Regions from separate parts of the Mus musculus genome. Here regions 1 and 2 are each linked to region 3. A link is a contact called in public HiChIP or PLAC-seq data. All regions are on one chromosome and are shown on one strand. Each heading gives the region's core, a stretch centred on a gene start, on an enhancer-like site or on the middle of the called end of the contact. The rest is flanking DNA. Distances are from core to core; before and after follow the strand shown. Region 1 has its middle 860 kb from the start of Gm40298. Region 2 has its middle 510 kb from the start of Gm40298. Region 3 holds the start of Slit2 (slit guidance ligand 2).

Region 1 (3,179 bases), core at 345-2,844, 1.2 Mb after region 3:
TTATATCTTAGAAGAAAAACTGTGATTATGATATTTTGTTTAAAAATTCTGCCTTAAACAAGATCAAAATATTCTCTTTCAAATACATATAAATGTGAGACATGATCAGATTTGGGTCTATGTGGTATCCATTCTTATATTTCTGTAAATTAGTGAATGTGGATTGAAAGGAACTGAGATGGCATCAGGGTACTGATGGGAAATAGATCTTATTTAAAACGGCAAACATTATTTAATAGGAATTCTTATTAACCCATGAATTGTCTTGAACCAAGGAAGATGACAGAGTCTTAGCAAAATTTCCTCTTTGTCGATCCCAATCTGAATGAGCGATTCGAGGACAAAAAACTCAGAAGCCCAGAAAGATCAATGCTAATAGGAGATGAGTGAAGGACAGAGGTCTGGCACACCAGTGCCTTACAATGTTCTTCTTTGCCAAATGGGAGCAGAAATGATTAACACTCCATACTTTCTGTAACACTTGTAGGCTCTTCATTCAGGTATGCTATACACAAGAGGAAAACGAACTCCCTCCTGAGACATGGTGCTTATCCTTCACACACACACACACACACACACACACACACACACACACACACACACATACACACACACACCAAGGCAGTAGCTTCCGAGTCCTGCCAGGTAGTTTGATACATCTGCCTGAGTTTCTGAGTTTTTCAGAAAAGTAAAATTGCACGTTTTCTTCATTAACACTTTGGCCTTCTTCACCAATATTTGGACACCCTTACTCTTTCTCTAAATCCTTTCTTCCACCATGTGGGTGCTTGTCAATCATGTGTCTAACCCTCATGCCAGTTTAACCAAGGACTTTTTTTTTTCTTTCTCTTCTCCATTTGTCCTCTGGGTAGCAGCTGAAGTTTACAACTGGCCTGCTGAGTTTTCCCATTTACTGCTATTTTTAACACTAAAAATGTTGTTCTTCTTGAGCTTTTGTTCAAGTCCATTCTTACTTGATTTTTAATTATTGAGACTAGGAACCCTAAGACAGGATCCATCTCCCATTTAACAATTTTATGCTCAGTCTAATGGCTTTTGCATGCACATGATTAGTCTGTCCATAAAAAGTTCAGTACTCAGGCCTCTAAGGGAGAGTATATTCATGAAAATGAGGTGCATCTTCTGATCTACCAATCAAAAGCTGCGAGACACCTACCTTGCCTTTGAGAACCATATTAAAACTATTGTGAGTCGTAATCACAAGATGCTTTGTAGAAACTCACTGCACCAGTCTCATCTCAAGTTCACAACAAGGAAAACTGGGATATTTTAATAACTCATTCAAGATGATGTTTTCCCTTGTCCTAAAACCCAGCCTTCCCAAGTCCCATTTGAACATTCAGTCTCAGTATTAACAGGATTCCTGCTCACCACGTTTTCTATAGAAGAAATTTGCGGCATAAACAGTATTTGCACCATAAATCAGTCTCCCTGGGAAAGGTATGTGCTGATTCTTAAGAGGAATGAGTGCCTGAGAGAACTGCAGCTAAATGCCTAGTGCATACTTGGCCCCTGGATTTCTGCTTTCCCTGCTGTGGCTGAGAGACTCCAGCAACTCTGGCTGGAATGTGAGGTCCCCCCAGAGCCAGCCAGTGATTAACATTGCTTTCTCCTCTGGCAACTGATAAAGTGGTTAGTAATATAGATTTCAAGTAAGACAACCAAGTCTACAGACATTTACTGCGTTGAAATATGAAGCAGTATGTCTTCAAAAATAGCAGCAACATTACAAATGAGAATAAGGAAATGACCTCCCTCCTAAGTTTTAAACACATACATATTTTAAAATCATATCTTGGTGTTTAAAGATGACAAAAACTATATCAATAGTATTCCCTATAGTTAATTGCAACAAAGGGAAGGAATTCTTGGCCAGTAAGTCTAGCGCATTCACAGCCTTCATCAGTTAACAAGGTACAGTTCAATCCCATTTTGCCTCCAATTCCTCATTAAGCTTGGCTCAAATTCAAGCCCCAGCTCCTCCCACTGTCCCTGAATGGTCTCCATGTTTCCCTGCACTAAAGAAGAGATTAATTTGTAGAAAGGCTTCAGCACATTCCTGGGTTGCTCAAGTGCATTTCTTTTCATAGAACAAGCTTTTGATTTTGCGCTTTAAATCAAAGGCAGAGAGCAAAAATTCCAAGTATGTATGAGCTTCCGACCTTTAAAGAAACAGAATTGTTCAGATGGAATTCCACATGGAAATGCTCCACTCTATTACCCTTGCTAGTTTGATTTTTCCTCAAGATACACCCTTTCTTTTTTCTGCTAAATATCAGAGTTTCAATCAAGCTGGTGTTTGGCAAAGCATTAAAGATAAATGAAGAGTCCTCTATTAGTAATTTATTCATATCGTCATTGCAGATAATTCATTTCATTGCTCAAGACCATTGCTTGAGTTAGGAAACCTGTTGGCAGAATTCATATTAGCACTCTATTTCCTACAGTCATGGGAAACAATGCATTTATTTAGACACTGACTCAGATATTGTGATCAAAATCTATGGCATTTGTAAAAAATATATATATAATTTTTGAAAATTTGTTCAAATCTCTTAGCTAAAACCAGGAAACAAAGACAAAATTTAACACTACATAGAAAGATGAGTATCAATGTCTGTAAGTGATCAAAAAAAAAAACAAACAAACAAATAAAACCTACAATTTCCTTTATCCTATTTTGTTTTCATTTGATTTGTTCTCTCTAATGCTTATATCAAACAAAACAGTCATCCATTCAGAAGAAGGCATTGCACCAGGTGAAACAGAGATGCTGGACAATGTCTGTGTAAGAAAACACAAAGACATCCCAATCCCCGGTCTCAATTTTTGTTCATGTCATATGCATAGTTTAGAAAAGGCAGCCAGTTGTCACAGGTGTTGTTCTCACTGTTAGGATTGTGCTCTAGTTAAAGAATGATTTAATAATTTGGCATCTAACAACTGCCATTAAAATTTTAAAAAATGCAACACACTGATTGCATGTGACTTCTGATTGGTCTGAATGTATTTGATTAATTGATTGTAATTGAGAAACATTTGTGTGCATTCTAACATAATTTCAGTCTTTTTTATTTGCAGAACCTTTAATCATATGAAAAGGTAAGGTCTGATTGATTGGAATGGGAAGCCCTGTGTAGATTCAGTAGAAATTTGAT
Region 2 (3,341 bases), core at 760-3,259, 1.5 Mb after region 3:
ACACTGACATAGATAACAAAGGTAATCCAATTGAATAAAGGAAGGCCCAGAAAGGATGACTTTCCATTGCAAGGAAACTCAGAATGTTGAAGAAGGAATATGAGAGCCTGGACTACAAGCAACAATCAAGGCAATTAGTGCTGATCTCAGTCATTGTCATAGAAGCTCCTCCTTGTGGTGTATTCATTCATTCGTTGCCTACTCATAGCTGGAGTGCAGAGGACAAGCAAGTCTTGAATGACTAGCCCAGAGGGATAATAGGAAGTGCAAGGTGGCCCCACTCTGAAGGGAACTAGTCAGAGATACAGCCCAAAGAAAATAAAAGCATCCATATGTCTGGTGGAACTTGTAATCATCTCCAAGAATGTGGCAGTTTTACAATAAATTTTCTACAACCTGTGAGCTGCCCTATCATGATGCTGGATAGGTTATCATTAGCCTTTGTTCTTTTAATTCCTGATTCCTCCTTCAAGACGTTGTTGGTCCTCTTTTTTTCCTTGCTGGAGGATCTTTCCTGAGCCTGTGATCCTACACTTGATGCATTAAACAAGCACAATTCCCCAAGGATGCTGAAGTTAACCAACCAGATTTTTCCCAGCTAAATGTCCAATTTATACATGGGCAGGACTGAAGTTGCTCATTCCCAGGACATAAAAGTCTCTAAAATTTCATCTGTCAAGCCATTTCTGTTAAAATAATGACCTGAGATGAAATTTCTTTAAAATTTCAGGTAGGTTTTTTTTTTAAGAGAGAAACAAAGAAAGACGTTTGTCAACAATGTCTCCTTCTAAAATTGTAAACATTATTACTATGTAGGAGCACTTTGACATTAAGAATTATAGTGAGATTAAAACTAAATATAGGGTAAGTCTAAACAGTTTTCCTTGAAGTTCCCATTTAAAGCAAATGACAAAATACTCAATGCACCATAGTATGGACGAAATAATATATACTCATACTTAATGTACAATGTAGCATAAGTTCACGTTTATTAGAGGCCTAGTTGTCTTGTTTGTTTTATAGAAGACAAGGTCTCACTCCAGCCCTGACATGCATGGACCCCGGAATGATCTCTGACTGACAGTAACCCTCAGCCTCAGTCGCCAAAGTAACAGCAATACAGGAGGGAGTCCTGTTCTGCTCGAACTCTGGGGTTTTTAATCTCTCAGGTTTAAACCCTAGAGTGTATTATTTAAGGATATTTAAGGGTAACTTAGAAAGAAGAGGGTGAACTCAGCTGATGGGCTGAGGGCTTACACAGGATCCAGGTCCATGAGCGTGAATACTGCAAGTAGCTCTGGCCTATCTAGATCCAGGAATATATGGAAATACATCCTTACACAGTATCTCCTACTTAGGAGATTGCTGTACCTCACACCAAATTTTTATCCTTCCGCATGTATCTACGCACACAAAGTTGTTCCTCCTTGTTCTGGCCATGACCTCCCAGATACTTCAAAGCCATCTGGGAGGAAGACACTCTCATCTCACACCATTACTCTGTATCGTCACACTCCTCAAACCCAGATCATTAGTGTGGAGCTTACCCAAGTTCAAGTTGCTCTTAAAAAAAAAAAAAAAAAAACATCAAAGAGTTTCTCGTGAGCTTTTGATTCATGGGACCTGAGAAGACCCACTTCGAACTTTCTAGCCCAGCCCCTGAGATTTCCAGCCAGTGTGTGCAAACATAGTTGGGGAGGGGGAAGGTCATCTTTCCAGAAGTGTGCACACGTTATCATTCAGAAGTAATTACAAGACTGATGTATGTTATGGATCTAGTAAGGTGTAAATGCTTTTAATTGGCTTGTGGGTGCATTGGGGGCAATGATGTCAGAATCCCTCAACTCCATACCTCATAACAAAGCCACCCTGTGTAGGATGGAACCAGCAGGGTCCTGAAATTATGCCTGCCTGGGCTCCATCCTGCCTGCTGCTCAGAATCCCTCCTCCTGTAAGGTCTCTGAGCTGGGCAATCAGCAAAGCCCTGTTTGTTTTCGCACCTTTCTGCTTCAGGGGAAGTGATAGGCTTTCCAGGTTCAGAAGAGCCGCTCTGAGCTCTGCTCCACAGAGGAGTGAAAGTAAACAGGAAGGCGAGAGCCTCACACAAGGCTTTGTAACCCTTGTGTTAAATTATGTCAACAGGATGCTGAGTACAAGATCTATGCAGGAAATTCCACAGCCCAGTGATGAAACCTCCCTGGCACCTGGCTGGCAGAGACGCCTGTGTGGCAATTGCTTTGATCTACCCACCTATAAGGAAGATTTCAAAGAGAAAAAAATATAAAAATTAAAGGCAAACTATAACATGAAATAACCCAATGAGTTAGATCGCTGCTTAAGGAGCAGCTACACTCAGCGCCCACCTTCAAGGCTCAAATCAAGCATGGGCTTCTAAAGGAGCAGTCAAAACTTTTAAGTCCGATTTTAGCTTTTAGCTTTGGGGAAAGGTCTGTGCCTTTGTTAACACTATTCGGGATTCTTTTTTTTTTCCCCCGTTTTCTGGAAAGGGACTAACTTCAATCTCCAAAGTACACATTCAAGTTAATGAAGAAACATGAGGGGCAGCCGCATCGCATCCCTCCTTCCTGTTCACCTACTCCAGGGACACACCGCCATGTGGCAATGCTTACTCCCCCCACGGTCTTTCTCAGGGACATCAAAGGACACTGAATTAGGCTTAATAGTTGACAATCAGAATGTGTCTTTATGGAAACGTACAGCTGGCTGGCTGTGTAATTTATGGAAATTAAGCATGCATACATCTCCATTGTGCTAGGACACATTGTTATACAGTACGATGAGACACACAGGCAAAAACCTCATAATGGATCAAAAACGCTGTGTGTTCAAACACAGCACAGAGCCTGGACAGAGATTAAAAGTCTGCTTTTATATCACAGGGCAGGGCCTATTTCAAGAATAGACTAGAGTCATTCTTGTCCCTGTTGCTTTGAGAGAAGCTAATATTTCATGGTATTTTTAAAAAAATATTTTACCGTAAAGATCACTCTTTTTTTGCTCCTCCACCCCCATCTAGAAGGATTCTTTTTAGAGTATTGAGCTGATTTGCACATAGAAAGCAGGATTGTATTCCTCATACGTTGAGATAACTTTTATTTATTTAATTCAGGAAGTATAGCAATTTCTGATAAGTACTGGGAAAGAAAACATCTGATGACCTCCGTCAGCTGACTAAAATGTTCCTGGGTATGAACTTTATAAATAAGGACATTTTCTTCATTAAAACAGTGTCTGCTCCAGTACTTTTGTAAGAAGTACTCTTTGTTTTCTGTTTTTTGGGTTTTTTGTTTGTTTGTTTGTTTTTTTGTTTTTTTATTTTA
Region 3 (3,453 bases), core at 428-2,927:
CAGAGCAGAAGATCCGTGGGCAACTTCAAGTTCTGAATATCAATAGGCCCGACTCAGGCTGGGAGTAGACCCCGGAGCAGCTGTGAGGACAGTGCGCGACTTCAACTTGGCGGTAAAAGAGCTCCTACTTGCAGTGTCCGCGAAGATGCAGAGGCTGGTTGCTTGAGGACAAGGGAGGACTTCTGATCCCACGAACCCTCTAGCAAATCCGATTCCAGTGGAAAGAGTACAAGGCTGAGGAGGGAACTTAAACAGTAATGGTGGCCCTGATCAAAGTGGATTCCCCCGAAGCTAGAAGGCGCAAGGGCCTGGCAGGTCCAAAGCAGAGCCCTCGGAGAGACTGGTCATGGCGCGCGTGGGGGCGCACCGGGTATTCAGACAGCCTTGGGGGTGCCGGGCGGTGATGCGGGGCTCAGGGCTCAGCTCCCGGGGCCTCTCCACTCCTGCGGCACAGCAGCAGCCTCAACCGTCTTCTCCACTTCCCGACAGCCAAGGATGGCTTGCACACACACATGCACTTCACTGGAGGATATCTTGGCAATCCCGCCTCCCTCCCGGCGTCCTTGGCGACGCTCTGCACCAGGGCCTGCCCCTGAGGTCACACAGAGAGACAAAAGGGCAGTCGGACTGCTGCAGCCTTGCAGGAATATCCACTAGTCCTCACTCCTGCAGTGGGGAAAAATCCAGTAAGCCAAGTTGAGTAGGAAAGGTCCTCTAGCTTGGGCAAGATTTGCAGATAGGCGAGCCCAGAAGAGCAAAGCAAAGACTAGGTGTCCGCGATGCCAGTGCTGCTACTGTGCCCTGATGGATGACTACTAGGTAGAAGGCAGAAAGATGGGGATCTGCTACCCTGGCAGACCCCAGGCGACAACCGAATGGCAGTAGAGTGTGCGCGCTCTTGTCAGCCACTCTGGTCTCCGGGATACGCCGCAGCTCCGCAGCACACACCTGACGGCACAGGTAGAAGAAACAACAGCCAACAGCGACGTCCTGCTGTATGCAGCCTCTCAGCCACCCCTCGGGCAGCCCCTACAAGTGGGTCCTCAGCCTCAAAGTGCAGGAAGTTTCCCCAGGCGTTGGATCCGGTCACCCACTGTCACGGGAGGAGTCCAGCCGCAGACGTTGAGATGCCGCTTAGCCCCGGACGTTGCACCTGACTCGGCGACCACAGACTAGGCAGCGCTTGGCTTCCAGCCCCTTCCCCTCTCAGGGAGGCTTTCGGCACTCGCGGTTCCCGGGAGGAAAGTGGAGAGAGAGGGAAGGCGGAGACTGAGCAGGGACTGGCGCTCCAGAGCCCCAGGCAAGTGTCTAAACAATAGGACGGACTCCGCAGCCTAAGTCTCGCCTGGCTGCTGGAAGGTGGGTTGTTGTTGTAACTGGAGTTGTCCGCTCTGGCTGCTGGGCGCTGAGCGCAGCCAAACAAAAAGACCCCAGTCCGCGCCTCTGGAGTCGCCTGTGGGCCCCCGGGACGTCCCCTTTTTCTCCTCAGTACTCCCGCAGCCTCAGGAAAGCTCGGCAGCTCCGGCCTGCGCCCTGAAGCCTGGGCGCTCCCATCCCTCGCCGCCGCCGCCGCCTCCTTCTCCTCCTTTTTTTAAACCACCGTCTGCGGCAGCCACAGCCGCCGCCTCCTCCAGCCTCCGCCGTCCAGGCGCTCCGTAAATAAATAAGCCCAAGTCCGAAGTTAAAGCGGCCGCCGGTCTTTATATAGCAGCCGGAGCCCCCGCCCTTGGCTCCGCCCCCGCAAGCCTCGCCCCGCCCCCTGGCCGCGCGCGGAAAGCCTGCACCTCGCCCGGGAGAGGTGAGGCCCAGGCTGGCAGCTCCGGCTGCAGACAGCGGCGCGCGTTCCCGTACGCCCCTGCTCGCGCCCAGACTCCTAGGATCCAGCAAACTTGGCCACCAGAAAGAAGAGCTCGGGTCTCCTCCACACAACTCCTTGGCCTCAGAGCTGACCAGAGCCCAGAAACCGAGGTTCCCAGCGGGAGAACGAGGAGAGGGGCAGCTTTGAGGACAGCTCATAAATAAATGGAGAAGGCAGAGCCTCTGTTGTAGCTTTTTGAGTCGCGATCCTAAAGGGGACCGCTCTGGGCTTGCAACACTGAAAGAGAGAAAGAGAGAGACAGCGAGATTATGATTTTAAAATTAAAACAAAAACAAAACAAAACAAGAAAACTCTACTGAAATAGATCTGCCTCCGTGAGCGCGCATTTTATCCCCCCCCCCCCCCCCACACACACACATTTTGTTTGGGTGGCTTCAAAGTTTAGAGTTGTAGCAAGTTGGGAGTAGTGTTTTCAACCTTCTCTCTGGCCTTCCCATCCCTAAGCCACCGTCTTCGGTTAACCCTTTCTTTATAATCACTTACTTAAAAAACGCCATGGTGAGGGATTTGGTTGCGTGGGCACTATACAAACTCACACAACTCCAAGGGTTTGGATAGGTCCCTACGGTTTTACTCTCTTAGCTGGCAAAGGGAAGAGGAAGTAAATCCTAGCGATGCCCATTATACTAGAAGGCTTTCCTTAATTCAGTGCCTAACTGGACACCCCACCCCCATCCCCACCTCACCCCTACCCCCATCCCCATCCCCACCCCTGCACTGTTTTGAAAATGAATTTCCTCCTTCCTTCTTGTCTCTTCAGTGTGATGTCTGGCAGTAGTCAGCATCTCTCAGCAGACACCAACGCCGCTATAGGTTTGAAATAACAACTAAATGAGTCAGCTTCTTCCCTTGCTTTTAATTTCCTCATCTTCTTTGCCTGTAGTCACGTTCTACTTTGTGCCAGCCCCTACCATAAAGTCAGTTTTACAGTAAAGTATCATTCGTATAAAATATCTGACAAACCTTGACCGCGAAGTCGGCCCAGTTCTCTTTAGCATTTTTTGGCATTTAACAAGCTACCTGTAACTTAATAGGTTTCCTGATCAGTGTTTTATTTCATAAATATGAACCGTGAAATCCCTCCAACATCTTTATTTTTGCCTATTTAAAAAATTTTTTTTCAGGATATCTTTCTCAGGTCATTTTGCCTGCCACTGAGATCCAAAAGCCCTTCAGAAGATATTGTCAAAGACAGGCTGTCCCCTCATAAAGTAGATTGGAACTCTTGGTATTATTCATTTGAATGCCATTTATTTGTATGGCACCATTCTTAAAAAGACTTCAGAACATTTGACATTCATGCATTCATTTGTCCTTCTAGATTTTTGCTTAAAGGTCTGTTATATAACTAACTTCCTTGAAAAGAAAAGAGACACCATAGTCACGTCTCCTTATGACTTGAAACACAGAACACATGTCTGTTGCAAAACAAATCGTCACTGATGAAGGATTCCCCCAACTAGTGAATTTTCTTTATAATAATAAAGTATGTAATTTAGGCATGGTTTTTACATGCACTAACTCATTTGCTGTCTCAACTTTGACATGTCATTGGTAACATGATAAGTTTATCC

Evidence for each region. HiChIP or PLAC-seq counts read pairs in DNA pulled down with a chosen protein or histone mark.
Region 1: an H3K4me3 HiChIP or PLAC-seq map of embryonic forebrain shows a contact between it and region 3, with 10 times the contacts expected there. The contact joins the enhancer-like site here to the promoter of Slit2 in region 3. A contact is called at or near these places in 7 of 39 promoter capture datasets (the 3T3-L1 cell line, cranial neural crest, hippocampal neurons and 4 more), 3 of 484 Hi-C or Micro-C datasets (the MC3T3-E1 cell line, the N1E-115 cell line and uterus), 7 of 115 datasets of contacts at active chromatin or transcription factors (astrocytes, craniofacial prominence, embryonic forebrain and 4 more) and 3 of 9 other capture datasets (adipose tissue, embryonic stem cells and liver).
Region 2: a contact with region 3 is called in an H3K4me3 HiChIP or PLAC-seq map of neural tube, with 30 times the contacts expected there. The contact joins the enhancer-like site here to the promoter of Slit2 in region 3. A contact is called at or near these places in 17 of 39 promoter capture datasets (the 3T3-L1 cell line, 3T3-L1-derived adipocytes, the C10 cell line and 10 more), 2 of 15 datasets of contacts at CTCF or cohesin (pro-B cells and stem cell-derived epiblast-like cells), 55 of 484 Hi-C or Micro-C datasets (the G1E-ER4 cell line, LSK cells, the N1E-115 cell line and 31 more), 14 of 115 datasets of contacts at active chromatin or transcription factors (astrocytes, cardiomyocytes, craniofacial prominence and 10 more) and 4 of 9 other capture datasets (adipose tissue, embryonic stem cells, liver and 1 more).

Annotation. Positions count from the first base shown.
Region 1 is chr5:46,789,621-46,792,799 of GRCm38.p6, reverse strand. No RefSeq gene overlaps it. Among named protein-coding and RNA genes, the nearest start is that of Gm40298, 860 kb to the right of the region's middle. Within about 2 kb of position 1,594, at least 21 of the 459 cell types and tissues checked have an H3K27ac peak or open chromatin away from gene starts, as enhancers often do. A contact at or near this core is called in astrocytes and embryonic forebrain, where this site is marked.
Region 2 is chr5:46,444,704-46,448,044 of GRCm38.p6, reverse strand. No RefSeq gene overlaps it. Among named protein-coding and RNA genes, the nearest start is that of Gm40298, 510 kb to the right of the region's middle. Within about 2 kb of position 2,009, at least 33 of the 459 cell types and tissues checked have an H3K27ac peak or open chromatin away from gene starts, as enhancers often do. A contact at or near this core is called in neural tube and second pharyngeal arch cranial neural crest, where this site is marked.
Region 3 is chr5:47,981,379-47,984,831 of GRCm38.p6, reverse strand. Slit2 (slit guidance ligand 2) reads right to left here and starts at 1,677. Exons shown (of 36, transcript NM_178804.5): 1 at 1-1,677.